Regions from separate parts of the Mus musculus genome. Here all the other regions are linked to region 1. Evidence: chromatin contacts called from public ChIA-PET, HiCAR-type, HiChIP or PLAC-seq and promoter capture Hi-C data. All regions are on one chromosome and are shown on one strand. The core of a region is the stretch at or near the end of the contact, and the rest is flanking DNA. Distances in the headings are between cores, read along the strand shown.

Evidence for each region. Promoter capture Hi-C pulls out the DNA fragments that hold promoters and counts their contacts. ChIA-PET counts read pairs in DNA pulled down with a chosen protein or histone mark. HiCAR-type assays count read pairs that join an accessible place to other places. HiChIP or PLAC-seq counts read pairs in DNA pulled down with a chosen protein or histone mark.
Region 2: an H3K27ac HiChIP or PLAC-seq map of microglia shows a contact between it and region 1, with 7 times the contacts expected there. The contact joins the enhancer-like site here to the promoter of Ifrd1 in region 1. A contact is called at or near these places in 6 of 39 promoter capture datasets (the C10 cell line, the HPC-7 cell line, the SN4741 cell line and 3 more), 1 of 484 Hi-C or Micro-C datasets (bone marrow-derived macrophages), 13 of 115 datasets of contacts at active chromatin or transcription factors (DN3 thymocytes, the SCID.adh cell line, embryonic fibroblasts and 6 more) and 1 of 9 other capture datasets (adipose tissue).
Region 3: a contact with region 1 is called in an H3K27ac HiChIP or PLAC-seq map of microglia, with 8 times the contacts expected there. The contact joins the enhancer-like site here to the promoter of Ifrd1 in region 1. A contact is called at or near these places in 6 of 39 promoter capture datasets (3T3-L1-derived adipocytes, the C10 cell line, the HPC-7 cell line and 2 more), 1 of 484 Hi-C or Micro-C datasets (bone marrow-derived macrophages), 4 of 115 datasets of contacts at active chromatin or transcription factors (SST interneurons, bone marrow-derived macrophages, embryonic fibroblasts and 1 more) and 3 of 9 other capture datasets (adipose tissue, liver and macrophages).
Region 4: a contact with region 1 is called in a promoter capture Hi-C map of liver. The contact joins the enhancer-like site here to the promoter of Ifrd1 in region 1. A contact is called at or near these places in 7 of 39 promoter capture datasets (the 3T3-L1 cell line, 3T3-L1-derived adipocytes, the C10 cell line and 4 more), 1 of 484 Hi-C or Micro-C datasets (LSK cells), 8 of 115 datasets of contacts at active chromatin or transcription factors (the SCID.adh cell line, bone marrow-derived macrophages, embryonic stem cells and 4 more) and 4 of 9 other capture datasets (adipose tissue, bone marrow-derived macrophages, liver and 1 more).
Region 5: a contact with region 1 is called in an RNA polymerase II ChIA-PET map of memory CD8 T cells, with 80 read pairs. The contact joins the enhancer-like site here to the promoter of Ifrd1 in region 1. A contact is called at or near these places in 7 of 39 promoter capture datasets (the 3T3-L1 cell line, the C10 cell line, the HPC-7 cell line and 4 more), 2 of 484 Hi-C or Micro-C datasets (CD4 T cells and LSK cells), 9 of 115 datasets of contacts at active chromatin or transcription factors (bone marrow-derived macrophages, effector CD8 T cells, hepatocytes and 6 more) and 4 of 9 other capture datasets (adipose tissue, liver, macrophages and 1 more).
Region 6: a contact with region 1 is called in a HiCAR-type map of embryonic stem cells, with 4 times the contacts expected there. The contact joins the enhancer-like site here to the promoter of Ifrd1 in region 1. A contact is called at or near these places in 7 of 39 promoter capture datasets (the 3T3-L1 cell line, the HPC-7 cell line, embryonic stem cells and 2 more), 1 of 15 datasets of contacts at CTCF or cohesin (the NIH/3T3 cell line), 1 of 484 Hi-C or Micro-C datasets (bone marrow-derived macrophages), 23 of 115 datasets of contacts at active chromatin or transcription factors (the 230-238 cell line, the SCID.adh cell line, T-cell acute lymphoblastic leukemia and 12 more) and 2 of 9 other capture datasets (adipose tissue and macrophages).
Region 7: a promoter capture Hi-C map of liver shows a contact between it and region 1. The contact joins the enhancer-like site here to the promoter of Ifrd1 in region 1. A contact is called at or near these places in 2 of 39 promoter capture datasets (the HPC-7 cell line and liver), 3 of 115 datasets of contacts at active chromatin or transcription factors (bone marrow-derived macrophages, embryonic fibroblasts and embryonic stem cells) and 1 of 9 other capture datasets (macrophages).

Annotation. Positions count from the first base shown.
Region 1 is chr12:40,221,498-40,224,512 of GRCm38.p6, reverse strand. It overlaps Ifrd1 (interferon-related developmental regulator 1), which reads left to right and starts at 1,324. Exons shown (of 12, transcript NM_013562.2): 1 at 1,324-1,644. The coding sequence starts at 1,557. Mir1938 (microRNA 1938) reads left to right here and starts at 1,702; the gene lies at 1,702-1,801. Gm7008 (predicted gene 7008) reads right to left here and starts at 1,149. Exons shown (of 3, transcript NR_045157.1): 1 at 960-1,149.
Region 2 is chr12:40,654,846-40,658,055 of GRCm38.p6, reverse strand. The region is part of intron 8 of Dock4 (dedicator of cytokinesis 4); the gene reads right to left. Among named protein-coding and RNA genes, the nearest start is that of Dock4, 210 kb to the right of the region's middle. Within about 2 kb of position 1,630, at least 16 of the 459 cell types and tissues checked have an H3K27ac peak or open chromatin away from gene starts, as enhancers often do. A contact at or near this core is called in microglia, where this site is marked.
Region 3 is chr12:40,624,895-40,628,137 of GRCm38.p6, reverse strand. Dock4 (dedicator of cytokinesis 4) reads right to left here. Exons shown (of 53, transcript NM_172803.2): 4 at 1,746-1,801. Among named protein-coding and RNA genes, the nearest start is that of Dock4, 180 kb to the right of the region's middle. Within about 2 kb of position 1,402, at least 59 of the 459 cell types and tissues checked have an H3K27ac peak or open chromatin away from gene starts, as enhancers often do. A contact at or near this core is called in the HPC-7 cell line, bone marrow-derived macrophages, macrophages and 1 more, where this site is marked.
Region 4 is chr12:40,551,851-40,555,009 of GRCm38.p6, reverse strand. The region is part of intron 1 of Dock4 (dedicator of cytokinesis 4); the gene reads right to left. Among named protein-coding and RNA genes, the nearest start is that of Dock4, 110 kb to the right of the region's middle. Within about 2 kb of position 1,394, at least 6 of the 459 cell types and tissues checked have an H3K27ac peak or open chromatin away from gene starts, as enhancers often do. A contact at or near this core is called in hepatocytes and liver, where this site is marked.
Region 5 is chr12:40,534,643-40,537,708 of GRCm38.p6, reverse strand. The region is part of intron 1 of Dock4 (dedicator of cytokinesis 4); the gene reads right to left. Among named protein-coding and RNA genes, the nearest start is that of Dock4, 90 kb to the right of the region's middle. Within about 2 kb of position 1,263, at least 84 of the 459 cell types and tissues checked have an H3K27ac peak or open chromatin away from gene starts, as enhancers often do. A contact at or near this core is called in LSK cells, adipose tissue, bone marrow-derived macrophages and 3 more, where this site is marked.
Region 6 is chr12:40,702,841-40,705,746 of GRCm38.p6, reverse strand. Dock4 (dedicator of cytokinesis 4) reads right to left here. Exons shown (of 53, transcript NM_172803.2): 14 at 2,762-2,886; 15 at 1,254-1,416. Among named protein-coding and RNA genes, the nearest start is that of Dock4, 260 kb to the right of the region's middle. Within about 2 kb of position 1,271, at least 5 of the 459 cell types and tissues checked have an H3K27ac peak or open chromatin away from gene starts, as enhancers often do. A contact at or near this core is called in embryonic stem cells, where this site is marked.
Region 7 is chr12:40,606,248-40,609,498 of GRCm38.p6, reverse strand. The region is part of intron 1 of Dock4 (dedicator of cytokinesis 4); the gene reads right to left. Among named protein-coding and RNA genes, the nearest start is that of Dock4, 160 kb to the right of the region's middle. Within about 2 kb of position 1,253, at least 11 of the 459 cell types and tissues checked have an H3K27ac peak or open chromatin away from gene starts, as enhancers often do. A contact at or near this core is called in liver, where this site is marked.

The DNA.
Region 1 (3,015 bases), core at 75-2,574:
GTCAAAGTAACAAAAAGAGCCCTGTACTGGAAACGAAGACCAGTTGAGTTCAGGAGAAGAACAAGATATCTAGAAAGCAGTGAGAGAGGCTAGGTTAGGAGGACTGGCAGTCTGTGAGGTTCTGGAACAACTATAAACATAGGTGGATTAGTCAAACAAGACACTTGAGTAAATAATCAGCCTTCCTGGGCATGAAACATTGAAATGGGTGACCTGGTATGAACTGAAGCTATGTATGGCTAGAGATCAAGATACAGCCCTGAGTTTCATTTTAAAATCAATTGCTGGGGGGGGGGCACTATGAACAAACTGAATAAATTACGGTGAATAAATTACAGAATATGGGGGAAGATAATATATTAACTATTAAGAATATGGCAGTAAAGAAAAGGAGAGAAAAATTTAAGTTGGCTTAAGGTACAAGAGGGACATTAAGACGGAGAAAGACTTACTATCATCACTTGAAATAGAATGAAGCCGAGGTGAGAGGTGGAGTGCAGAGTGAGTCACTTGCACGAGTCAGTGAGTTTGTTCTGTCATATGGACAGTATAGGAACCTACTAGCAGCTCCTGAAAACAGGACTGGGTGTTGCGACACGGAAAACAGATCAACGGGAGCACCTTGAGAAAATAAACCCCTTTGCGACTGTTGATATAACTCATGTATGTTTTGCCAGCTGCGAACTTCTCATAAACTCTTATCCCAAACTGACCTCCAAACTGGCAGGTGGAATCAAGGTCACATCTTTGTAAGAAAATCTGAGACTGAATCATCAGTCTCGTTATTTGAGATATTAGTCTAGAATATGAGGTCCACGAACAATACAAGTTGAAGTAGCTGAAAGCATACTTTTTTTGGAGGGTGGGGAGCCCACGTCCCTAAACCCACAGGAGGGTATGGTTGTGCTTGGACAGGGGCCTCATATTAGCAGGGGAAAGGTTGTTACACGTGATCTTACAAGCTGACGTTCATCAAGCTGCATAACTGCCGCATGGCTCATCGCGGTGACTACCCGGGTGAATTCCAGGGCGGACGCCTCGTTGGGACGAGGTCACGACGCAATCGGACTGGGAGGAGCCCGGAGAAGGCCGCGCCCTCTCGCTAACTACATCTCCCAAAGCTCCACGCGGCCCTAAGGCATAGCAGCCCAGGCACCGAGGGCAGACTGAGGCTCTGGGAATGGGAGTCCGAATGCAGGCACCGCCCCAGTGGACGCCGCGGTGGGGAGATCTGCAGCGATTGGCCAGCGAGCGATGGAGGCCCGCCCACGCATGGTGACGACAAGCCGCCGTCTGGCTACTTAAGGCGTCGTGGTCTGGCCACCCCGCCTTCGCTCCCGCGCTAGAGAGAAACATGTATCGTTTCCGCTCGCAGCTCTTCACGGGGATTTCTGCTGCTGCTGCTGCCGCTTCTCACCCGCGCCGCTCCTCGCCTCTCTTGTTAGCCCGAGACTCGCCTCTCAGCCGCCCGCCGCACAGACGCACGAGTAGACAGTGCAGCTCCATCGGCTGATCCTCGCTGAGCTCCAAGTGTAGGCGGCACCGGGCGGCCCACGATGCCGAAGAACAAGAAGCGGAACGCTCCCCACCGCGGTGGCGGGGGTGGCGGCGGCTCCGGGGCAGCGACGTCGGCGGCCACGGCAGGTGAGGGGTGTCCCCACGCCCGGGAGCCGGCTGGCCGGCCGAACGGGAGACCCCGGCCTGGGGCGCGGTGGGACTTGTAGTTCGGTCTTCGCTTCGGACGCCCAAGTCTGCATAGCGCGTGGTACGGCTGAACTGCAGTTCCCATCATGCCCTGGGACTCGCGCTTCTTGAGCTGGCACGCGGGAGCAGTGCTGGAGCTCCGGCCCTGGGGGCGGGGAGAACTGGGACCTTGGGCCGGAGGGAGAGTCAGAATAAGGGTGACCAGGACTTGGCGTTCTTCCTAGACGTCGCTGCCTGCTGTCCGGTTCTTTATCGAGCTAGAGATGGGGCGGAGCGCCGGTGGCTTGCCGCTGTTGCGCTGCCTGTGGCGCTCCCTCCAACATGGAGTTCTCGGGAGTGTCAAACGTCCAGCGGGCTTGGACCGGCTTTTGCGTCACGAGGCCTGAGCTTTGCGTGATGGGGCCAGGGTGACGCAGAGGCACGAGTGGCTTCCATCCCGCTGTTTTCCTGCGCGTCTCGCAGGTCCTCTAAGGCGGGGTAGAGGCGTCGGAAGCCATGGCCACCGCCCCACCCTTAGCGTGGCTTCCACTCCTAACCCGGTACCTGCAGAAACCGGGAGCCCCCGCAGCCCTTGTGCTGCCAGCCTAGCGACCGCGTTCTCCTTTGTGCTGCATTCTATAGGTTCCATGCAGTGATAAGAGGTGGTGAGAAGCCGAGGTTGCAATTGGCTGGAAAGTTAGGGATAAGTTTTTTTTTTTTTTCCTTCCATGCTAAGACAAAGCTTTTTCTGGATGGTTAATTGCTGAACTGAATGTACGATTCTCTTAACATATGGTTGAGAAGAAAAAAAAATGATTGCAGCCGAAGGTCCCTTCTACAAGACTGCACACAAGACATAAGTCGAGTAGTATTGAAATGGGTAGTCATCTCACTAAGTAATTGTTAAGATTATGGAGTTGAATATTGGAATGCCCCCAGTCGTTCCACACCAAGATAATAGCCATTAGGTATTTGTTGACCTAGCTACTACTCTTTGATCATTCGAATGATATTAGAAAAGTAAATGACCAGTTTTCATGTTAAATATTGGAGACTGGCAATGCAAAAGTTTTCCTCCAGGGTCTGGAGAGCTGAAAGCTCTTGATCATGTGTTAGGTGATAACTGGCTGGGTATGGACTATTACAAATAGAAATGTATCTTTAGATATTTTTTCCCTTTCTCCTGAATGCGTGGTGAAATTCATTGTGAAGTTATGAAATACTGTTCATGTAACCTAGTTGTGGTTGAATCAAGGCTCCTGCTACTTCTGTTTAAGCTTTCCCTCCTGAATAAATACCGGAGTTCTTTCATAAAGTCTTACTAGTCTTATT
Region 2 (3,210 bases), core at 381-2,880, 430 kb before region 1:
CTTAGAAACTATCCTTATTTTTCTCAACATTTTGAACCTAAGTAGAATACAAGGCTTGGGAAGATGTGGTTTTCTTTATGCCTTCTTGAGATGAGCACTTAGCCTTAGGTGGGGCTTGTTTGCTGGCTAAATGTATGAATGAGCAGACGTCAGTAACTGCACAGTAGTGGTGTGAAACGCCAGAGCCAAACTGCCATAAAGTAGACCCTCCCTGCTTAACTTAAGATCCAAGAGGTCCAACTGCTTAGGGGGTAACACCAGGCCTTTATCTGATGACTCCTATGTACTTTTATTTTCAGCATGACAGTGTTTGCAAATGGTGGCTCCCTGGAGACAGGGCTGAGAGCACAAGGTAACATGAAACAGCTCTTAGTGATGATGCACTCAGCACCCTGGCTCTCTCTTATTAAGAGCACATCCCCACCCCACTCCTGGAGGGGAAGGATGATAGCAAAGATTAAGGGACTAATGGCAGGATCTTTTAATGCTTTGCCTCAACAGGAAAGCAAAACTTAAAAGCTTCCTTTAAATGCATCACCACACACACACACACACACACACACACACACACACCCGGTATCAAGTATTCTGCAAGGTGCTGAGAAACTGAAGGGGAAGAGAGAGTAGAGGCACACCACTGGTCATCCCTTTGTGGATGCCAAATCCTTCTGCAACTGTAAATGGCACTGAATAAAGTCTTTGTGAAGTGCTTACTATGCGTGACAGAGGCTTATCCCATTCAGACTCCAGGAAAACTAAATTATTCTGAATGCCCTACAGGCGGCAACCTGGGTGTTCATGAAGAAAGACAGAGAAGACCATGATACTAGTGAGGGGAGGAGACTCACTAACCTGCCCCTGACTTAAAAGGCAGGATCGGGGAGACGAGGGCTTTCTGCTCACCTTGTACAAATAAAAATACTCCTCTACTTAAGAGCGTCAAGCTGTCTGCATAAGTGCAAGGCAAAAGAGAAGCCTACTCAAGTTCATGCACTCTGTGAGCTTCCGGTTTTCTGCAACTCTAGTTTTTCTAGTCATCTACTAAAGTTAAATAATTGGCATTATATTCTTATCATACAATGCTATAAAAAAGCTGAGTGGTTCCATGATACACAGTGTGTTCTAGATTTGGATAAAGCCTTTCCTTGCTCAGTTCTTTGTATTTGTATCCCCCTCCTGCCCCACCTCTGTTCCAGCAGCTTCCTTAGAGTCACTACCATTAAAGGCAACCAGTATGTGTGGGCCATTTTTTTTTTTTTATGTATAACACAAGAGTGAATGAGGGATAAACCACAGATGTGATTAATTCGGAGGTGACAACAACACCAATTCCCATGCACCTGCTGGAACAATCAGATGATGGAGAGGAGGGAGGTGGGAAGCAGTTGTGCTTGTCAACACAGGGCCCCGGGGAAGGTCTCTATGGGTCACTGCTGGACAGACACCCACAGTGAATCTGTGCCAACATGTCTAGACACAGCAGGAAATGCTCTGGGCCCGATAGAACGGCTGCCACTGTGCTGCCACAATTCAAGGAGGGGTTCTGAATGCCTCCTCTACCTATTTTAACTCTGTGCACTGCGTCCCTTGCTAGTCTGGCTGGGCCATTTTCCTTACACTGCTTTTCTTTGCTTTGGAAAGCTTACAAGTTTTAGTGAGCATTGTAATATGAAATTACAAAAACAGACCCAGGCCTACAATATGTCACAGTCAAAACAGTAAGTATTCCTAAATTATGTAAAAATGTAGATGGTGAACTTGTATGATCAGGCCATGGTAAGCTTCAAGTAATGCATCAAACAAGACATGTAGCACAGACAAGGGGAACTAAACCTGTAAAGGCTCTATTAACCTTGCTATGTAGTACTATACGCAGATAAAAGTAGTACCACTTTCTCTAAGCTCTTATATAATAATGTCTGCCGCTGAACAGGGTTACTGGAAGCTATGAAAGCAATTTCATAAGACTCTCCTCATCTGGAGACAGGATTTCCAACTTCCTTATTCCTGTTCCCACTGTGGTGTTTCAGGTTGTAATCCCCCTTCAGGCTTCTGGTTCCCATTTTTTGTGTACTCCTGGCTAACATAATATGCACTGCATATTACCTTTTTGCTAGAGGGTCTCTCTAAACTTTAAGTAACTGCAGTATCATAACTAAAACATCACCAATTTCTTGGAATGTGTGATTTCTATAAGAATACAAAGGTAGCCACCACGTACATCTAGTTAGGGTGATGTATACTTCCTCTTTGGGTTCAAAAATCCTCCTCCTCATAGCCAGGACGCACCAATAAACTCCTGGGTCCTGGGCAACATCCTATGCATTTAACATTCAAGAAATCCCTCCAGAAAGCACTGTTATCTTCATTAATTCCTACCAGTTAACAGCTGTAAGAGATGCGCAGTTAAGTGCCCAGGCTGATGTAGCAAAGTCAGAATTTCTACCCAGATTTCCTAACCACAGAGTGTGGCCACTTAGCCACAATGAAAGGGTGTACAAGACACAGGTGATGTGTGTCTCTCCCAGACAGAGAGAAAGTCATAGCCATTTTACAGTTAAAGGATCTGGATTTTTAAAATGCCTGTGCTTTATCTACTGCATTCAGTTCTCTCGCTCCCTTAAATGACAGAATTGGACTTAATAAGGCATAATTGTAGGCAAAAGAAAGCTTCTATAGAACCCTTTCAAGAAAAATGGGTTTAACCGCATGATAGTAGAAAAAGAAAATCTAACTTCAGAAAAGTATTCGAAAAAGGACTCATTAGAAAGTAAACTTTGCCAGGCGTGGTGGCGCACACCTTTAATCCCAGCACTCAGGAGGCAGAGACAGGCGTATTTCCGAGTTCGAGGCCTGCCTGGTCTACAAAGTGAGTTCCAGGACAGCCAAGGCTATACAGAGAAACCCTGTCTCGAAACACCAAAAAAAAAAAAAAAAAAGAAAAAAGAAAAGAAAGAAAGTAAACTTCATCATTGCAATTACTAGAATTAAGCACACCCTGCTGCTAATTTCTCACTTAGAAGCCCAAGCCAGCGGCTGATGTGTACGAGCAACTTTGCTGTAGCCAGTGACCAACAGGTGGTACTCAGGCCAAGTTCTCTGCTGAGTCAAAAGTAAAGGAATGAATTAGTCCCAAGTCAAAATGACAGTGTTAATTAATAAGGACTTAGAATGTGCCAGTAAACAAAGGAACGAAAGTTACACAACAAC
Region 3 (3,243 bases), core at 153-2,652, 400 kb before region 1:
TTTATCTTAATGAAGACTGTGATGACACAAACCATTGAAAGAAAACATCCAAGACATGAAAGTAGACTTTAACAAAGAAACAGAATCATTAAAGACAACCAAAACTGAAATAAAATGGAAAACAACTTAGGATGCTAAGTGAAACCCTCACAGAAAAATCAGCAGTACACTAAAGTTGTACCATAAGTCTTCTATATTGTAAAACTACTAAAGTTTTTCAAAGTATTAAAATAAATGACATACAGCACACTGTTATTACAGTAGGCCATTTAACATTTATCCAAATAGAGAAACCCAAGGTGTTTGTACCATATGGACTTGCTCATGTTTGTTCATTGAATGTTTTATAGAAGATGAATGTAAAAACCATCCATTTGACTAATATCTATGCAAACTTTTTGGTGAAATTAAAATTTAAATATATTATCTACTATGCTTTTGTTGCTGAAATAAAAAGTTGCTATTTACTGCTATTTGCATAAATATGTAATTTCTATCACAGAGCCTGTATATTTTGGCCATAAAATGAAAATTACAATTATAATTCACAGATGGCTCCTTGTGACATTGCCATCAGATACATGTGTCAAAATCTACCTTAACAACAATCATTTACTTATGTGCTAAGTACACAACACCAGGCAAGTTCTATTGTGATATTCTGTAGAAACTTATTTGATACACATTATTCTAACGGCTGATTCCAGTCCATTTAGAAGCAGACTGTAACATATTATAAATACTTAAGAAGTCCTTGGTGATCAATGACATCCATGCAATATATCAGTCAGACATGTCACATGTTCTGTTTGTGAAGCTAGTTATCTAAATATCATGCTGGAGAAATACACAAACAGTTTTTTTTAATACATAGATTTTAATTGAGTTTATGACTTTTGTGTTAGACCAGATTTGTGGCAATCTGTGACAGGACGTGACCGTAGGTCAAATAGAGAAATAATATATGAAGTTACACAAGGACCTAGTGTTATACTCACTTCAGAGAATAGATGGGCTTTTCCTGTCCTTACGCTTTGAGACAGAGTCTTATGGCCTTGCCTGGCATGGAACTCACTGTGTAGACCTGGTGAGCCTCGAACTCACAGAGACCTGCCTGACTCTGTCTTCTAAGTGCTGGAGTTAAATATGAACTACCACAGCCAGCTTTCTTTTTATTTGTTATTCCTGTGTGTATACAATGTGTGTAGGTCATACAAGTGCTGTGGCACACATACAGGGGTCAGGGGACAGCTCTGTGCAGTCCGTTGTCTTCTACCTTTGTGTGGCTTTGCAAGCTCAAGCTCAGGTTGTTGGGCTTGCCCAGGAAGTACTCTGTCTCCCCCACACCCTGCTGGCCACAGGCTTCCCTTCTCTATAACCAGTAGTAAATTAAGGAAGTTCTGGGCACTGAGGCTACATGACTCACCATGTTAGGGACTCTGCCTGGCATGATTCTCTAAACAGCAGGAAACCAAGAAGAACCAATTTCTCTGCTTAAGATTAAACAAGTTTCACAACTGGTAGACAATGAGAGGCCATAATACCCTAGCATGCTCCTGTGGCTCAGCACTCAGAAATGAGTTCCTTAATTGTCTCTATTTGCTGCCATAGTATCTCCTTATCAAACAACAAGGGCCACGGTTCGCTCTTCTGTAGTTGCTTTAGTAATACAATTACTAAGCCTTTCAATTCCAAGACAGCGGCTGTGGCAAAATCTTCCAACTATGAATGCAATTCATTCTTACCCTTTGTTCTTTACACAGGCATTTTTCAAGTGAACATAGCTGGAAGGAAATATACCCTGGAAGAGAAAACATGAAGGTTATGTTTCTAGCTATCTCTTAAAGCCAGTTGTTCATAAGAAGGATGTATTAAACAGTTACAACCATGACAATATCAGGAATAGAAAAACATCAGTACATTCTATGGGCTAAATAAAATGCAATGCAGCATGAATCATTATTTTCTAATACCAGTTACAACCATTGCACTTTTAGAGATTTTTTTGTAAATATAATTGAAAAAAAAATCAAATCTCACTCAGTAAATACATTCTTTTTGTTTATCTCTGCAAACAGAGTCTTGCAGTGTAACCTTGTCTAACCTGAAATTTATTATCTAGAGCAGGCTGACCTTAAACTTTTGGCTGTCTTACAGCTATGCTTTCTCAAAGCTGATGTACAGCTATGGGCCACCACTTTGGCCATCTAAACACGTATGCTTTTAATAAATCAGAAAATAAAAAATCCAATAATTCTACATAAAAACTGTGCTTTAAAAAAGAGGGGAAAACAGCACTGTACTGGCAGGTTTTGTGTGTCAACTTGACACCAGCTGGAGTTATCACAGAGAAAGGAGCCTCCCTTGAGGCAATGCCTCCATGAGATCCAGCTGTAAGACATTTTTTTCAATTAGTGATCAAGGGCCGGAGGGCTCCTTGTGGGTGGTGCCATCCCTGGGCTGGTGGTCCTGGGTTCTATAAGAAAGCAAGCTAAGCAAACCAGAGGAAACAATACAGTAAGCAGCCCCCTCCATGGCCTCTGCATCAACTCCTGCCCCCAAGTTCCTGTCCTGACTTCCTTTGGTAATGAACAGCAATGTGGAAGTGTAAGCTGAATTAATCCTTTTCCTTCCCAACTTGCTTCTTGGTCGTGATGTTTTGTGCAGGAATACAAACCCTGACTAAGACAAGCACCTATGATGTTGTTATTTGGCTATTGTTTGTGAGACATGGTCTCACACCACAGACCAACCAGCAAGGAATTCACTATGCTATCCAGGTTGGCTTTGAACTTTGCAATCCTTTCCCCTCAGCATCCCAAGTGAGAGGATTACAAACATGTAACATCGGACCAGGCTGCATGTTATGTTCCAATGAGTAATTTTAGCTTACAAGAGAGCTCTGTGAGAAAACATGCGTGCCATTGGTTCAATTCCTGGTATTTAAAAAAAAAACTTGGGACTGGAATGACAGCTCAGTGTTTAAAGGTACATATACTCAAGACCTGACTCAATTCTATATATTCTACAATAATAAATAGGAAGAGAACGCTTTTTAGCTTTTTTCATAAAATTTATATTTATTTCAATATAACAAAATTAACAAATAAAGCAACATCAGTATAGAAAAGTTAATATCAAGATTTATGATATGAGATGGAATTGAAAGGGAAATCATAATAAATTTTTCAGAAATGTGTGCTAGATGAATAATTAAATATCAAAACTATATTTGCATGTGCC
Region 4 (3,159 bases), core at 145-2,644, 330 kb before region 1:
GAATACGAGGGAGCAGGATGCACAGCTTGGAAGCTATGGTCCATACACTACACAGCGCCAACCGAACATCATGAACACTTACGGAGGTTTCCATCACAAAATCACATTCTCATCTTTTCTCCTCAAAATGAGAGGAAAATTGAACATGCTGATATTCGAAGAAAATTACAGGTACTTCCTCCCTCAAAACACTTCCTTGAAGTAGATCTTCAGGGGTTACAGAAAACAATTTCAAATAGTGTTTAAACTATAAAATGATAAAACTGTAACTCTTTTACACAGAGGCAATATTAGTGCCTCTTTTCTTTTTTTCTTCATGAGTTTATTAGTTAGTTATTGCTGTGTAACAAACAAGCCCATAATTAAGCACATAGTTGATCAAATCTTGATGGCACTAAACTAAAAAGACTAGAGGTCAAAGCGGCCTACCATACAATAATTGGAGCAAAAAGAATAATGACAGCAATGGATTGAATATATTCAATATATGAAAATGTGTCAGTTTCTGATGAACCTTGTGGGGGATCTTTAATTACCTCTTACTGGGCAATGCTAGGACACTGACTCGTTACTCTCAAAGTTATAAATCTGAAGAAAGAAGCAAACAGCTTCCTGTCTGGCCTGCACAAAGTATATTTTACTATAGTCAGGCAGCAGACAGACAGGGCTGCTTTGCTATAGAAGTCTTCCAAATAACTGTAGAGAAAATAATCAACATAGTTTTCTAACTCCTGAGAGAAACAGCACACCACTCTATGACCATCGATGTAAAATCAAGTAGGGAAAAGCATATGGAGATTTTTGTAACAGATCGGGCTGAGAACACTTGGTGTTAGAACCTTCTGTCAATCATTGAATGAGGAAAAACAAAAAATTAGTCATCAATAAAGGGAGGCCAAAGGACACAAGGCCAAATGCTTCAAATGAGGAGAAGGCCACAGTCATTAGACCTAACACCCAACTCCTAAGAAACACAGGATATAGAAAAAGTAAGTAAAAGTGTAATAAGAAATAATAAAAAGGCAATCAGCCTCTTCATTCCTACACTAGAGTCTATTATGGGGGAGGGAGCCCAGAACACTGGGAAGATGGGCCATAACACCACAAAAGAGGTAAGAGATCGGAATTACCAGAAAGGGTACACTTAGGCTGCTGGATCTGTAATAGGGAGGGAACAGCTGCAGAACACACCCCAGAAAGAAAAAAAAAAAGAGGAAGAACATTTAAATGGACTGATAGCTCTACAATATTAATTCTTGAAATCACTCACAATGCTTGGAGTGATGACGGTGTGTTAATTAGGTTTAAAAGATAACTCTCGCTCTGCTTATGAGCTAATGACATGACATCTAGAATCTGCCTAATAAGGACTCCACTAGAAGGAAAATAGCCGTGCATGGAGTTGAGTAATACAACTGCAAACAATGGAGATTGATTCCTGAATATCATAAACTTTGTGCTATTTCTGTGTATATTTATGAACAAATTTCACATCAAAGTGAGAACAGAAATCCAGAAAAATCTACCCCACAGCAGTCAAAGCTCCTACATGTCTTCTCACGTTACAGAGATAAAAAGCACGACCAATGGGCTGGAGATTCCTCAGCAGTTCAGAGCACTGACTGCTCTTCTGGAGGTCCTGAGTTCAAACCCCAGCAACCACACAGTGGCTCACAACCATCTGTAATGAGATCGGATGCTCTCTTCTGGTGTGACTGAAAACAGTCACAGTGTCCTTAATATATATAATAAATAAATATAATATACATAATACTTTATATTGTATATAATATATAATATGAAATATTATGTATGTACATAATAAATAAAAAAATTTTTAAAAGCATGACAACTTAGGAAGGAAAAGCTTGATTTTATCTTACAACTTAAAGATAACAAGCAATCACTAAGGGAAGCCGGGGCAGGAACTAAGAAAGGCAGAAACCTGGAGGCAGGAACTGAAGCAGAGCTTTCAGAGGACGGCTTCTTACTAGCTTGCCCTCCATGGTTTGCTCAGTCGGCCTTCTCAGGACCACCTACCAAAAGTGGCAGGGAAAATAGTGGGCTGGGATCTCCCACGTCAATCAGCAATCAAGAAAAATGCCCTACAGATTTTCACACAGGCCAGTGTAACGGAAGCAATTCTTCAATTTAGGCTCTCTCTTCCCAAGTGACCATAGTTTCTGTCAAATTGACAAAAACTACCCGGCATATACATCTAAGGGCATCTAGCATCACTTCTGTGCCCGCCTTTCTCTCCTTGATCCCATTCTCATTATAGTACAGATGTAAGCTCGGGAGATATTGTGATCTATCACAAGAATCAAGAAGATCCACAGTTTGAAGCTATTAGAACTGACAGCGCCAAAAGTAATTTCCTTAATGAATACTTAGAATCCCCACCTTTTTCTTACTGGTGAAACCTAAGCCTGTGCATATGACACCAGTCCTTTCTACTGCAGCACTGCTGAAAACCTGACAAGTGCTAGGTTCCTATGAAAGAGATCAGGATGTAGTAACAGACAACTCTCTACATTCAACTCTGGCATGCCAACTGCAAATGAAATCAAGCTTGCAAGTCACACTTGGTTGATTCTGGCAGGGTTTGTGCTGAGTCCAAGCACACCAAACATGATGAACTTGGGAGCACAGTCAGAAAGATTGATTACACCAAGAAGAGACCGGGCTTTGCCACAGTATAGCCTATCATTAGTACCAGGAAGAGGAAAGCCAAAGAACACAGGAAGGGCTGAACCATCCAACAAGCAATGACAAACACCACCAAGGGAGGACAGAAGGAAGAGAAGGCAGGCAGGGATGGGACAGAATATGGATGAAGACGTTAGTTAACAGCAATGTCTTCTGAGCTCCAGGAAAAGGGGGTTATGTCAGAAATACAATGAAAACCCTCCAGATCCTGGCTCTGCCTTCCGTGTGCAGATATGGAGGCTTACCACACTGGGGCTGTGGTCAACTATTTCATCTTTAATGCTTTAAGATGTCAGTTTAGATGGTGTTTAAAATGATGGGCAAGAAGTCAGTATTGGAATGAAGCTTTTAATACATGGTATTCTTTAACTACAGACATTCAGGAAGGATTAGTAGATGCAGAAAATTCTAGGTAATACAAATTACTGTATGATAGATACAAAATGACTA
Region 5 (3,066 bases), core at 14-2,513, 310 kb before region 1:
GGAACTACCTACAAACCAAGATGCTGGCCCTCATTAGACTCTACATTTGCAGCACCTTTTCTGGGTTCCAGAAATACTTGCTGCTTAAGCTTCTAAGACTATATAGCATTTTTGTTAGAGCAATATGAATGATCTATAATATGTCATAAGGAATAACAGAGTTAATACATGCCCAAACACCTAGAAAGATGCCTTTAAACACGTCAAACATTCTCCATGTCAGAGATTAATATTTATGAATGGATTAACCCTTTAAAGCTCCCAACTCACACTAATGAAAATTGTAAGTTATTAATAAAATATGGAGCTTAAAAATATTTTAGGGCCAGGCAGTGGTGGCACATGCCTTTAATCCCAGCACTTGGGAGGCAGAGGCAGGCAGATTTCTGAGTTCGAGGCCAACCTGGTCTACAGAGGGAGTTCCAGGACAGCCAGGGCTATACAGAGAAACCCTGTCTCGAAAAAAAAAATTAGCATTTCCCACAAACCCACACAGATGCCACTGCCCATCTCTAGTTATACTGACTTAAGTACATGTTTGAATTTAAGTAGTACTGTATATAATCCACTTAAAAAACCTACAAAGTCATACTAGCCAGGTGGCTCCATGCTAAAGGCACCAAGCCTGGTCACCTGAGTTCAGTCCCCAGGACTGACTCTCACAAGCTGTCATCTGATGTCCACATCCATGGAGACAGAGAAACAGACAGACAGACAGACACACATATGAATAATATAAATAAGTTATATTTTTTTAAATCTACAAAGTTAACTCAAAATACATAAAAGTCTCATTTTTAGTTTTTTTTAATTAATTAATTAATTAATTAATTAATTATTTATTATAAATACATTGTAGCTGTATTCAGACACACCAGAAGAGGGCATCAGATCTCATCACAGATGGTTGTGAGCCACTATGTAGTTGCCAGGATTCGAACTCAGGACCTCTGGAAGAGCAGTCAGTGCTCTTAACCACTGAGATATCTCTCCAGCCCCTCATTTTTAGTTTTATGAACCCTATTTATTTTCTGCTGTAACAGGAAAAGATCGCGCTGTATTTAGTTTTATTCTGAATTCTCAAATCATAATCCCTAAACGTGGAGATAAAACAGAAAATCAGAACAAGACTGGGGGGAAAAAATCAAGGTTCAGGAGGAGTGGAAAGCGAACAGGAACTGGAGCTCACAGGAGAAAGCTAACCACACTTGCAGAGTCCCCTCCCCTCTTCTGGCTAGGCCCAGTCTCCTAAAACCCAGAGGAAAACCACAGTCTGGTTTCCTGGGCGGGGCAGAAACCCTATTCACTCAGAGGAACCAGAACTACAGTGTATTTCATGTGTCCATGAAAAGGCTCAGACTTGAGATAGTGAGGGCTGAGGAAAGATGATACGCATAGAAAATTTCAGAGTTACGTGTCACACTTGGAGCATCAAAGGAAGGCAGAAAAGACAGAAAGGCAGATGTCTATATGTCACTTGGAGACACACGGACAGAAAGCTGGGAATGGGTGGTGTGGGCTCCTATCCAGAGAAGCTGCTTACCCTGTAGGCTCAGTGTGCTTTCATCTAGAGCTGAACAGGAAGGCAGGGTGATTGTACACAGCTGGATAAGGAGGCAGGGTTACTGAAGTCAGAGAAAGGAGAAGGCAGAGTTTATGGTAGAGCAAGGAGACAGGTTTAGTGAACCTCCATAGGATCAGTCTCTTTAGGGGAACAGTCTGCAAAAGCTGTCAGTGCGCTCATTTGGTCCCCTGAGTGAAGTTCACCATCCCTCTGAGTCTCATGGGGTGGGGTGAAGCATGGCTGGGACAGGGGCTTTGCCATTCCTTTGGGGTTCTTGGCATGGCTGTGCCCCTGGCAACAGCGCACACATATTCAGGACTTCACCCACTCAGAGCTTCCTCCAGCCCCTAGAGTCACAAAACCACAAGTGTTCAAGAACATTCTTGAACCTTTTTTTTTCTGAGACCCTATCCTGTACATCAACATAAAACAGAGAATTGATCTGTAGTAAGAAAGCCACCTCACCCGCAGCAGAAATTCATCTAGAAATGACCCTCCCCAGGACTCTACAATACCCTACCTCACTCCCCAGTCTTCTCCCTGCTGACAACAGTGTGTCACAGGCTCTGCAAAGACATCCATTCTGGTTTTGCCTACAACAGTGGCAATCAGTGAACAGCGTCAGGTAAGTTAATCCTCCCTCAGTCTCACTGCAGGACCTGCACAGCAGACGTTCTACTGCTACCGTGTGGTCAGGACTTTGAACCGTGGCCCATGATGGCATTACCACTGCATTACTTTTGAGTGCACTGTAGAAAGAGAATGACTCTTTAAGGAGCCATGAGCTCCCCATTAGCAAGGTTATCATGACAGTAGGCACCTCTACAGTGAGATGGTACAAAAAGTAAATAAAAAAAATAAAGAACAAAACAAAAACACAAACCAACCAAGCAACCAACTGCAAACTTTTACAGCTTTTCTGAATGTATCCACAAGCCTCGGCTGGTGCAACTTAGCTCTCTGCAAGGGAAGTGTCAAAATTGAAAATTAATTGGCTGCGCCCCAGGTTCTGAGAATCAAAAGTGGGAATCTCTGCTCCCCACTCACCATTCCCTCTGTGGCATAACTTGACTACATAAGTATACAGCATTTCTTATGAGAAGGAAAAAAACCCAGATGACCTACTGTGTTTTACATTCGTGGTGAGCAATATAGAAAGAATATAAAAAATAAATGAGGCAGAGTTTTCAAAATGTTCTGATCTAGGGAGGAATACTAGATTATACAGAATAGTGTAGAATTCACCCAATGCTCGGTGGAAAAATTCTTATCATAGCAGTAAATGGGCTCAACCCAATGAGATCAGTAACACTGGAGGATGCTGGGTACAATGATAACTGCTCTAACAAGAAAGAAATCTAAATGCATCACTTTAGATTATCCCCAAAAGATGATGTTGTGAATCATTAAAAAAAAATATGGAAATAGTATCCGTTCTCAGAAACATACCCGAGACTATAGAGAGAGATTAAATCAGCTAGCACAAGTCTTAAGTCACTATC
Region 6 (2,906 bases), core at 22-2,521, 480 kb before region 1:
ACTATCACTTACACAGGACTATTTGAAGCTCCATGTAATAAAAATGATTACACTGGGCATTTACATTTGGTGGGACTGTGGGGATTTTTTTTTCTTTTTCCTGTGGCTAGTTCTTCTGAATTAAAATAACAACAGCAAAAACTGAACAAAACTGTGAACGATGTTTTAGGTACAAGGCTGGGAGTGCAGAAACCAAACAGATTTTATCTGCACTTTTTGTTTTGATTTGGTTTTTTGAGATTGGGTTTCTCTGTAGATCTCTGGCCATCATAGGACTAGCTCCGTAGGTCAGGCTGGCCCACTCATAGAGATCTGCCAACCTCTGCCACCTGAGTGCTGGTATTAAAGGCATTCAGCACCACCCCCTAGCTCTTCTGCATTGTTAAACCCCCTCATAAATCCAATTTACTGAGACGATTTGGCCAATTCTGAAAAAAAAAACATGCCATATCTCTGATGACAGGCACAGTCCCTCCACCTGATGTTCCGAGGAAGTGCATACTGCACCTCTAACAATGTGGTCCTTCTGTGTCGCTTGCTTGATATTCATTCTTCTCCCAGAGCAAGATTCTCTAGAACCTTGCCAATCACTCCTCAGGTAAGTGCTGACACGTCAGAGGCACAGACGTGTCAGAAAACCCCTAGTCTAGAGCTGGGGGAGGCAGAAAACCAGTTTGAAATGATAGAAAGGGAGCAAACAGATTGAAATAAGACTGAAGATATGACTAGTAATGTCCACAAGGACAAAGCTTGTTCTTGTCTTGAGCTGCTTAAATCTGCGAAATGAGATAATTACTTTATCTCGTATCAGCATCATCTAGAACTGCACAATGATGCAGGCATTACAGAAGTCAGCACAAACTTAAGCTTCACCGATGCTTTCCCGGTAGCTTCACATGCCCAGAAAATTCCAAGGGGGCTTCCCAGAGCTGAGTCAGCTCTGGGTAATACCAGGTCGGGATTGCCGAAGCCCACCAGAAAGTATAGTTTTTCTAAAGCTGTGTCTCCCGCTCCTGTTCAAATATTCTAGGTTGGAAGCGATGAGCCGCCAAATTACAGTGACTCCCTGGACTTCCTGTGTTTTCTTTCATGTCTTTGCTTTCAAAGCTTCTCTAGGAGTCAGGCCCCTCACTTCAGGGCCCCCCACTGCTTGCCTTCTTTCCTCCTTTGTCACCTTTTCTATAGATCTGCCCACAGTAAGTACAGGACTCACCCCAAGCCCACAGAGCCTCGGGGTCCACCCCCATACTTACTGGAACAATGCCGGAACTCAAAGCGGATGTGGGAGCCCCGGAATTTGTCCACAGGAATAGGAAGTTTCAGCAGCTCTGACCACCTGGGACTGTTGTTATGATAGAGCACAAAGGAGTGGTACTCACTAGCCGGTGGCTCTCCAGAGCCAAAGGAGATAAAATCCTAATGAAGAAACATGTGAGTTAAAGGCAGGTTCATTTAGACTCTTCCACAAACATCTTTCCAAGAGACATTACCTATCTTTTCTCTTCTTTTTCTGCCTTTGCTCTACCTAGTGAGGAGGAGACCAGTTCTGTTCTGAACCTGGTTCTCCATGGCTTGTTATTCTAAGTCTGGGATGTGATGTAAGAATTCAACTCCTGAAAACCACATTCCCAGCCCACTCAGGAGGCTCTTCCATGATCCGGAGGTGACTGTGATGGCCCAGTGCAACCTTTGGGACAGTGGTTCTCAACACGTGGGTGGCAGGACCTCCTCACAGGAGTTGCTTTAAGACCATCACAAAACACAGATATTTTACATTATGATGTAGCAATGAAAATAATTTTATGGTTGGGAGTCACCACAATATGAGGGATTGTATTAAAGGGTCACAGCATTAGGAAGGTTGAGAACCAGTGCTTTAGAAGAACAGGCAAACACACTGTGAAACTAGCTATGTTCAGAGAAAACACTTCTTCCAGAAGAGGTTCTGTTATTGTTTCCCCAAGTGTCAAGTAGTACCAGACTCTACTTTGGCTTAAAAAAAAAAAATTAAAAAAAACTAAACATGGTAGGCCTTTTGTAGTAGTTGTTGTTTGTTTGTTTTTCGAGACAGGGTTTCTGTGTGCCGCCTTGGCTGTCGGAATTCACTCTGTAGATCAGGCTGACCTCCTACTCAGAGCTGCTTATCTCTGCTTCCCAAGTGCTGGGATTAAAGGCCTGAGCCAGCAAGCTAAATAGGTTTGTTTGTTTGTTTCTTTTATTCTGCTTGGCTTTGTTGTTGTTGTTGTTTTTCCCCAATTGCCAGAACAAAAAAAAAAGTAAGAAAAAAATTAAATGATACTAAAATACTGTATTTAAGGAATGACTATTATAATAAAATTATTGGTATACATAGTCAGGAAAGTGAAAACACCGTTTCCATTTATATATATAGCATGTTCCATGTGTATATACATATATATATATATATATATATATATATATATATATATATATAGTATGTATACACATATACATATATATAGTATGTGAGTGTTCTGTTTAAATGTATGACTGTATGAGAGGAGAGCATCAGATGGTTGTGAGCCACCATGTGGGTGCTGGGAATTGAACTCAGGACCTCTGAGTGCTTTTAACCACTGAGCCATCTCTCTGGCCCCTTAATGAACTTTAAAAAATGAAAATAAAAAGCCTACATAGAGTTAGAAAAAAAAACACTGGCAACTGAGAAATTAAATGATCACAGGTAGAGATGAAGCCAAGCAAGGGTTGTCAGACCAACGGCCGTCCAGAATGAACATACCTTTAAGGGCTGACCATTACTGTCTACAATGAACATTGTAACTTCCACATTTCTGGCCACACTCTTGCCTCCTTTCTCAAATTCCCCCCTTTCTACGGTGATATATAAATCATTCCTCATTTCACCTGTTGAAAAATGAAAGCAA
Region 7 (3,251 bases), core at 4-2,503, 390 kb before region 1:
AGTTTGAAAATATTTTAAAAACAGACAATAGGGCTGGTGTTAGGGCTGAAAACAGTGGCTTATTTCACTGTATGTTAATTAGGAACAATCCATCTACTGCAGCTCTTTGGTTCAGAAGACAATTTGCATTTGTTTTTATTTTTTCTGACCATTAATTGAGGTAACTTCCTCTGTCTGTGAACTGAATTTGACAGTGTGAAAACCCTTGGAGTTCTATGTACAAAATGAGAACTTTCTGTATTCTAATTAGTGGGGACAAGGACCCAAATATTAATAAGATTTTAAAAGGTTAAACAATTTCAATTTTTAGAATGTAAATTTCCAATAATATAATCAATGTACAAAATTTGAAATGAAGGTGGGATGTATACTTCTCCAGTGTGTGGGAATTTACAGGCATTTCCCTTAACAGAATAGCAAATCTAACCTTTTAAACATGGCTGGAGGTACAGGGATGTAAGATAAGATGATACATAAAATATGACGTGCCTGGAAGATACCCCTTCAGTTAATGACTACAGCTAAATGTATATGAGGGCCTCCAGCATCAGTCAACAGTCAACATTAGTTAAGTCTTAGGAAACACTAACAGCTTGATAGCGAAAGTCATAGTTTCACTATTGATAGTACAGGTTAACATAGCAAATCCTAAAAATTAAAGCTTAATTTCTTTCTATATATAATGAATATATTAGGTATTTTTAAATATAAATGAAAGAATTTAAGCACTGGGTAGGAACTTTCAAAAGAAAGTGCTTTAAAATTCTAAAACTAGCATTTCCTTGTAAAATATAAGTAAAACAATAAATACCCTTGCTCTTAATCTACAATTAAATAAATATTAATAAACGACAATGAAGGTGCATCTTTTAAATGTAACTCATTTATTGTGTGTGCACTTCTATATGTGTGCACATAACAATGGCAATGCATATGGAAGTCAGAGGCAACTTTTGGAAGTAGTTCCTTCCCTTCTACCCCAGTTCTAGGACTTGAACTCTCATCAAGATTTTGCAATAAGAACCTTGACCTGCTGAGCTATCTCCGAGGTCCAGAGGTCTTTCTTCCACATTTTAAAATTAATCAAGTTTTAATTTCTTTCTCACACATTGAATAACTGTTCATTTAAAAATTGTTTTTATGAATCTAGAACAGCAAATTTGCTTACTAAAGAATGCCGCTTTAGTAAGTGTTGGACTAGAGAGATGGGTCAGCAGTTAGAGCTCTGACTGCTCTTCTGGAGAGTCCAGGCTCAGTTTCCTGTACCCACAGGGCAGCTCCGGAGGATCAAGCACTCTCACACAAACAGACATGAGAGACACAGAGTCACATCAAATGAAAATAAATAAATCATTTAAAAACACAGTATGTGCTCTACATTCCCCTTAAGCTGTAAGACTCTGGCCAGCCATGGCTTACTGGGGACTCCCTGAGTGAACGACACAGAACCGAGAATCAATGCAAAAAGCAAGAGGAATTTATTGTCCCAAAATGTTAGGGTTGCCCTACACATGAAAGACCCTGCACAACCTGTCCAGCAAGCCTTTATACAGTTCTCAAGGCAGCAGCCATTAGGCACAATGTGATCGGCAGAACGGTGTGACTTTTAAGCTGATTGGTCTATAGGGAATGATGTAGGTGGCCAATAGTCACAGAATGTGTCTATGAGCTCTGGGCCTCCCCTACCCACAGGTAGCAGGTGGTCTGGCTGGTGGTCAGTAAAGTCCTGTGGTTTGAGAATGTAATTAACCCCTCCCTTCTTGAGGGGGAAGGGTCTGGTGGAATTTTCTAAAGTTCCTGAGCTGGAACTTTCAAAACCATGGACAGCAGAAAGACCATTCAGCTTATTGAACTAAGTGATAAACCAGAATTATGTCACCTTATGCAGGAAAATCCTATTTCAAATATTTTCAAATTTCAAAAATTTGAGATGCGGAGATAAAAATACCAAACAGTGGAGGGAAAGACTTTCCTAGGCTGTATCTATTAGGTCACAAACCTGGGAGGAATGGCTGAGGTGCCTATCTAACATAGCAAGGCAGTCCTACTTCTAAGTTCTCCCAGCATTCCTCAGTCCCTGCCTGTAAGAAGGTATAGCTGGCATACCCGCCCTCTAACCTAAATTTCTGCAGGCAGTTGCTGGGCTGCCCTTTTTAAAAAGAATCCCATATTTGTTCCTACTGAATATTCAATGATAATCCAAGGAAAACCACAAGGCTTCAGCTGGGACATACTTTACTTGGTACTATTTGTGTCACGATGGTGTTATAAGCAGTCACAAGTGAGTTTACCTTCCCCTTTTTACATACATCTCCTCTCTTTCCTGGTCTCCCAGGAGAGATGCTGGAAGAATATACTTAACACATTACAATTACTTGCTGGATACATACGTATTAAACATCTGCCACAGACCTAGTAACTATTATACTAAGTACTACTGTATATAGTACTAAACACTGTTGTATGCATATACTCAGCCAGGAGCACCCACAAGCATAGTGTTCACAGTGATGCTGCATTGCAGATTATATTTGACAAGGGAGGAAATCTGGACCTAGACAAAGTAATTTACCTAGGTAACAAAGCTAGAAAGTTGCCTACTAGAAGGTTCAAACCTGGCTTAGCTGGTAGATGTCACAGTGGTAATAACTACTTCTTGGTAGGCAAATAGCACCAGGGAGGAGAAGAAGAACATAGAACAGACTTCTACATAGGTGGGTTCAAATCCCACCCTTGTATGGTTTAAACCATGCGATTCCAACCAACTATTTACCGTGCTGTTCCTAGGTTTACTCATCTCTGAGACTGATGCCAGAGTAGTTATGTATCTTAGAGACCAATGTGGAGACAGATGGAGTACCATGGAGGTTATAGAAAATGTTCAGTCAAGTGACTATTACCTAAGATAATATACATGATCTGTTATCATCCTAGTAACCAGAAGAGAAGTCCACAACACCCAACCCAAATACTAATTACCCTGATTGACAATCATACATTGTATACACGTACTAAGTTATCACACCGAACCCCATAAGTATGTAGCTATTATGTATCAATCAAAAAGAAAAAAAGAAATATTTCCCTGAGGAGATATTTATTTCATCAGTTTCCATCCTGTCATTTATTGGTGCAATTTGCTGCTCAGCACCTGTGCCCCAGGTCTGCAAGAGTACAACTTCTTTCACAGAATAGCTTCAATGGCAAGACTTGGACTGTTGCTCCATCAAGCTGAGGGAGGCCCGTGTGAG